Linked DNA regions of Mus musculus: region 2 is linked to region 1. The links are chromatin contacts, called in public promoter capture Hi-C maps. All regions are on one chromosome and are shown on one strand. The core of a region is the stretch at or near the end of the contact, and the rest is flanking DNA. Distances in the headings are between cores, read along the strand shown. Region 1 holds the start of Sash3 (SAM and SH3 domain containing 3). Region 2 holds the start of Utp14a (UTP14A small subunit processome component).

The links. Capture Hi-C pulls out chosen DNA fragments and counts their contacts.
Region 2: a promoter capture Hi-C map of liver shows a contact between it and region 1. The contact joins the promoter of Utp14a here to the promoter of Sash3 in region 1. A contact is called at or near these places in 9 of 39 promoter capture datasets (the 3T3-L1 cell line, the C10 cell line, the HPC-7 cell line and 5 more), 14 of 484 Hi-C or Micro-C datasets (B cells, CD4 T cells, CD8 T cells and 8 more), 12 of 115 datasets of contacts at active chromatin or transcription factors (the 230-238 cell line, the HPC-7 cell line, the SCID.adh cell line and 9 more) and 4 of 9 other capture datasets (adipose tissue, liver, macrophages and 1 more).

Annotation. Positions count from the first base shown.
Region 1 is chrX:48,144,924-48,148,212 of GRCm38.p6, forward strand. Sash3 (SAM and SH3 domain containing 3) reads left to right here and starts at 1,513. Exons shown (of 8, transcript NM_028773.4): 1 at 1,513-1,794. The coding sequence starts at 1,738.
Region 2 is chrX:48,255,611-48,258,617 of GRCm38.p6, forward strand. It overlaps Utp14a (UTP14A small subunit processome component), which reads left to right and starts at 1,324. Exons shown (of 15, transcript NM_028276.1): 1 at 1,324-1,358; 2 at 2,730-2,805. The coding sequence starts at 1,333. It overlaps Gm39511 (a long non-coding RNA gene), which reads right to left and starts at 1,182. Exons shown (of 3, transcript XR_882302.1): 1 at 1,126-1,182.

The DNA.
Region 1 (3,289 bases), core at 263-2,762:
CCCAAAACTAAGGTAGAGAGTAATAGAGCATCGACTGCTACCCCCAGATGTGAACGCACAGCTGAGAACGCATCCTGAGTGTGCACACATACACACGCATGTCCACATGAAAAATAACCGTTCCAGACTAGTTCGGCCAGTCATGGTGGTCCACATCTATAATCCCAGCACTCATCATAAGTTCCAAGCCAGCCTGGGACACACAGTAAGGCCTTGAGCAGGAGAAATGGGGAGTTTATTTTCATTAAAAATTCAAGATAGTTTTCCTGATGTAGACATTCCTAAAACTATTACCACAATCACAATAAACAAACTTATTCATCACCTCCAAAATGTTCTATATGTCCTTAGTTATCTGTCCCTCCAATTTTTCCAAATCTCCCCAAACCAATGTTTTTCGTCCTGTACGGGTGTGATTCTTTGTAAGAAGTAAATTTCTGTCTAGAGAGAGGTGCTAGGTGCTGAAAACAGTAAAGGATATTTACCTAAACAGTGTGAAATCCAATTATGGAGACTTTTTTGAAATTTCATTTTATTGTCATCTGTATTTGATAAAGTGTAAATGATACATACCAGTTGCTTTGTAGTGAACAGGAATCATTGAAAGTACTTAAACATCTACCGCAATTGCTCAATGGTAGTAAACTTACCTGGCATGGGTAAGCCATAGGTGAGACCCCTAAGCACTGCAAATCAACATTGCCATTGTCATCATTATCATCATCATCACCATCATGTGCTGAATGTAACCCACAAGATGGGCGCAATGCCCAGGCAGTTGATGAATGCCTTTTGAATGGGGCACCTGCTGTTGACGTGGCATTGCCTTCAAACATTTCTCAGTTGTTCTTGTATGACCTGAGGGGTTGTTGTGTGTAGGCACACCTCATCTAGACTGAAAACCATATGTGTGCTGATGGAAATGTGGATAGTTGCTGGATTGATAGCTTTAGAAACAGTGGATACAGGGCTATTGAAGGTTGTAGGGATGAGAGCATCATGGAAATGACTATAGCATCTGTAAAGGTGACCACTCTAAGGATGATGAAGCAGTAGAAATCTCTGAAGAGATGAGAGCTTTACCAATCATAGCTAAGGTATACTGACGGCAGTAGGGATGGTAGGAGGGATGATGGCTGGGGCGTGGGGAGTGGTGGTAGTCACGGTTGTAGTAATGGCTATCTGGTAATGGTAGCAGTAGTGATAACCATCAAGATGATGGCCACAGGAGTGACAGTAATGGTAATCGTGATCGCAGTAATGACTTGGAAGATGCAAATAGACTGGGGGCATTTACTCAACAGGCAGGGAGATTGTTCACCTTCTGATTTCAGAGGTTTAGTCAGTGAGTGTAAAGCCCAAATAAGCCAGAACATGAAAGGACTGTAGTGGATGACCGGAGACAACAGGATTGGGGCTTTTCTCTGACTGTTCAACTCAAGGTCTGTCTGCATCAGAATCTCTGGAGACTGAAGCTGGGACTTCCTTCCTCCCTAGAGGCCGGCAGGGGCCATGATTGCTGTAAGAGCAGGTCACGTGGCAAGGTTTCCTGTATGCTGCTGCTGCTGGGTGTCCATGGCCCGCACCCCCAAGCTGCCACTGCAGCAGTAAAGAGTAGCAGCCCCAGGCTCAGTCTATGCTGTGCCAACTGGCTGGTGCTGGGGAGGCTTTAACAAGAGATTTTTGCATCTTAGCTCCTTGGAGAACAGAGCAGGAGTGCCATTTCTGTAGAGGACCATGTTGCGTCGCAAACCCTCCAACGCCAGTGACAAAGAGCCCACTCAGAAGAAAAAGGTAAGGCGCATCTTTGAGCGTACACTCCTTCCTTCTCTCCTCTACACTCTCTACCAAGGCCTTCATGGACTCTTAGAAGGTGGAAGTTGAACCAAGGCTCTATGTTGAGCTTGGACGTGAGGGTTCTTCCAGAAAGCAAGGGGATGGGGCTCAACGCTCACTTGAGTAGTAAAAGTACTGAAGGTACTTTCTAAACTCTGGAATACAGAGCTATGAGTTGGGCCTTTGGAAGTCTAGAGTGATAGACTGAAGAACATAAGAGTTAAATCCACAGACATCAGTTGGAGAGTTACAAAATGTCGTGTTCAAATTGAATCCAAAGAGCGTAATTAATTTTGTCTCTCTAGCTCGGGTTCTGTGTTGCTTTTGCTCGAGTGTGTCCTCTGGGGACTACCTCATTCAAAGGGCCCTACTAGCCTACCCAGCCAAGGTGGTCACAGACTCCCTAACTCTTTGGCAGGAGCCATAGCCATTTCCCACTAGGCTCAGATCTACAACATCTCCCCCAGGCCACTGGAGATGAAGCAGTAAGTAAATTTCAGACTCAGGAAAAGAGCCCACCCAAATGCCGTAAAGTTCAGGTGGTGGTGGTGGTGTGTGTGTGTGTGTGGGGGGGGTTGAACAGGTTCTTTCTGGGCAAGTGAACTTATGAAGAATGAGAAATGGAGCTGATGACTTGCATGGTGAGTAGGTGTGAGAGCTAAGGGGGAAAAGTTCGTTGGGGGAGGGAAGGGGATTTCAAAGTCCAGGAAGGAAGGTAGCTGTCAAAAATGGCTGAAGTGTTCATCTTCCTGAGACAGGAGCTAGACTGAATGATTCTTGAAGACTCTGATATCCAGGTTTCCCTGGCTGTATGTATAGAGTTCATTTTATGTCAGGACTCTCCCAGGCAATCAGCCTGTCCAGTCTGCATGTCTAAGTGGACCACAGGAATGGTCCAAAGCAGGCCTGACTAGATCCAAGCACCCAAGCCTTAATCAGGGGCCTCCAGGACTCTCACTGTGCCCTATCCATTTTTCCATGGAATTCAACTCAGGTGCACTGTGGGGGGATGCCCCCTTGTCAGAACAGTTCCCAGGCAGTGGGCGACAACTAAGAGACAGGCTGAGAGCATTGGGGTGTGCATCCTGTCCCACCTCTCAGGATCTGGGTGGCTGCCGCTTTCGGCTGTACTCTCTCCACTTCAGCTGCTTCTGTAAGATCGCAGTGGCGGGTAGGTGGAGAAGGGTAAGATTTGTGAATATTCACACAGGGCCTTGTCACCCCACCCCCCCACCCCCGCCAAAACTAGGCCCCAAAGGCTTGTCATTGGCTGCCACTCCTCAAGAGCAAAGCCACTTCCCCTTGCTCTCAAGCTCATGAGAAAAACAGAGACTGCTATATAGACCCTGGTAGGCCCCAAACCACAGCAGAATCAAGCTGGAAGAAAAAGTCTGAGAAAGAGCTGACACCAGAGTCCGCAGCTACCTCAGGTAGAGGTGCCCCAAGGCCTACA
Region 2 (3,007 bases), core at 74-2,573, 110 kb after region 1:
TGCTTTGTTCAACAATGTATCAATAACTCCTAAAAACCTGGCACATAGTCAATGATTAAAAAAATTTTACTGAATGAATAATGAAAAACAAAAACAACTATCAAATCCCATATTCAATTCTGGGACCACAAAGACTAGAAAGTATTATTTTATTTAAGAATTTTAGAGCATTGCCGATTACCATAAGAAATTTCAGTGCAACCGTTGGAGAAAACAAAATGGAAATGACCTAAAAGAAATGGCAATAATGTTTTTATGCAAGAAGTCTCAGGCTGGTCAAAAGCATTTGACACCCTCCCCCCAACCCTGACAACCTAAATTTAATCCCCTGCAGCCAGATGGTGAAAGGAATTCCTACAGGTTGTCCTGATTTCCGCGTGTGCAATGGCATGCGTACACACGCGCGCGCACACACACACGCGCACGCACACGCAAATGCACTCACACACATAGATAGGTTTATTATTTACAAATTATGCCAGACGTGGTACCACAAAAGCATGTAATCTCAGCAGGTCGGGTGCTAAAGCAAGAGGATCACCAATTTAAGGCTAGCCTGTCTCAAACAAGAAAAAAAAAAAAAAAAAAAAAAAAGCAAGAGTTGAGAAACTGCAGCCTCATGCCTGTGCTGCAAGCAGTTTACTAGTGAGCTATGGACCGGATAAAATAAGATTGTGTGTGCGTGCATGTGTGTATGGGTCCTACTATGTTGCACCGGATGGAGCAAGAAGAGATCTTTCTGCCTCATAACACATTCTCGAGTGACATTTTCTTGTATAGGAAAAGGGGACAATGAGCTGTAATCACAGGTACACCGGCTCAAAAAGAATTTCTCTTCAGATGGATAGAAACTTGCTACGTTCCCGTCCCCTTGATCTGGCAGGAGTCCAACACAGTCTGGGGCTGGCCAGTCCAGAGCTGTGCGACAGAGTCCAACGGGGCCTGGCCCTGGAGGCTTTGTTTTGGTTTGATTGGTTTTGGTTTTAGCTCCGTCCCTGACAGCGCAGCACCCTCGCCCTCACCACACTAATCTCGGACCGCAAGAAAACCGAATGCCAGGGAACCAATACCGCCAACCTAAATAAAAACCTCTCAGAAGAATGGGGACCGGCAAGTCCCACCCACCGGCAGTGCGGACCAACTGGCAGGCAGCCGGCTTTTCCATCGACCAATCCTGGAGCGCCTACAATACTTTGCAAGCCTCCCCCTGGGCGGAAATGACGCGCGTTGTCGCGCGTGATTAGCGGAAGCAAAATTTGCTTTGCGGCAGGCAAGGAGCTTGCTCTCTCTTTGGTTTCCGTTCCTGACCCATGTGAGTTACCGGCGACAGCGATGAACTCTATCAAAGCTACGAAGGGGTAAGACGTAAAAGGGAAAGGAGATTCCCGGGTATTTTTGAGGGCTGAATTTCCTGTATTTAGGGAAGTGGAAGCCGAACTGCTGTTTGTTAGAGATTCGCCTCCCCAAACCCTGCCAGTAGTTAATGTATCGGCTAGGAATCCTAAAGTCCCTTAATTTAAATTGGCTTTGCTCCTCAGTTTCTCGGCTCTTAAGTTGCATCGCTGTTAGGTCTGATGGTCGTCCGACTCTTGGCAAAGTTACTATTGATTTCCCTTTATTTGTCACGTGCGCATTTTCTGCCTCTGCCACGCGCAACATGCGCCGTCTGTGAGAGTGCCAAGTTGTGCCAGACCTAACAGGTATTTCATGTTACCCCTCAACGTTAGAAAAATCTAAATGTAGTCGCTTTGGTAATGTTTGCTTAGTAAATACCGAGATCCACTGTTAAGTAATAGTAGGTTTTTCCTAAATTCTAATCACCTTAAACACCCATTTATACAGTTGGTTTCAACCATTACCCTACGTCCTCAGTTATGCGAACAAATTATCAAGATTACATTTTTAATAAGTTGCACTTAATCAAGGCACCTGACCGGTGGGAGATCCATAGAAGCATTAATAGAATGTTTTCGAATGTTTAAAAGGTTTCCCAGTTGGTGGCGGCACACGCCTTTAATCTCAGCACTTGGGAGGTAAAAGCAAGCCAATCTCCAAGTGTGAGGTCAGGCTGGTCTACAAAGCGAGTTCCAGGACAGCTAAGGTTACACCGAACAACTCTTGTCTCAAAAAATAAAATAAAATACACGTTTAAATAGTTAATAGGAAACTGCCTTTGCCTCAAAAGACAGCAGTAGCGTCAGTGGGAAATTGAAGCATAGTAAGTAACAGAAGTGCAGGGTCAGCCACTAACCAGTGTTGTCTTTCCCATGCCGATATTGTCATCTTGGAAGTGATGCCTGACCCCCTTCTAAAAACACTTTAACTAATTACCTTCTGTTTTGTTTTTTTGCACCTCTTCTCAGATAAGAATACTCAGAACTGAGCAAACAGATATTTGTTTAGATCAATAGTTCTCCACCTTCCTAGTGCTGCTCAACCCTTTACTACAGTTCCTCATGTTCTGGGGTTCATGACCACCTCCCAAAACATAAACCATAAAATTACTTTCCTTGCTTCTTCATAACTGCACTTTTGCTACTGTTATGAATTGTAACATGAATAATGTCTGAAATGCGGGATATCTGACACATGACCCATGGGAATGGACCTTTTGCCCCCCCCACACACACACACACCCCTGTGGGTTTTGACCCACAGGTTGAGAACTGCTGGTTTAAAAGAAGAGTTATTTCATGTGCTAATGTTTCTGTGTTGCCTTTTTAAAACAGCCTTCTGGCTTTGAGCCAGCAGGATGATCTAATGGATTTGACAAGCAACTACCCCTTGAGTGCCAGTGAAGATGAGGTAGGTGACAGCTGTTGAACGGATTCAAAATTAGGGTGAACAAAACACTCCTGGAGAGGAAAGGGGAATAAAAATGTGTGCGTGTAAAGAAGGTTACTAAAACTCTAACATATGCTATCTTTTTTTTTTTTTTTTTTTTCTGGTTTTCAAGGCAGGGTTATACAGCTCTGGCTATCCTGGAACTTGATCTGATGCTATCTGA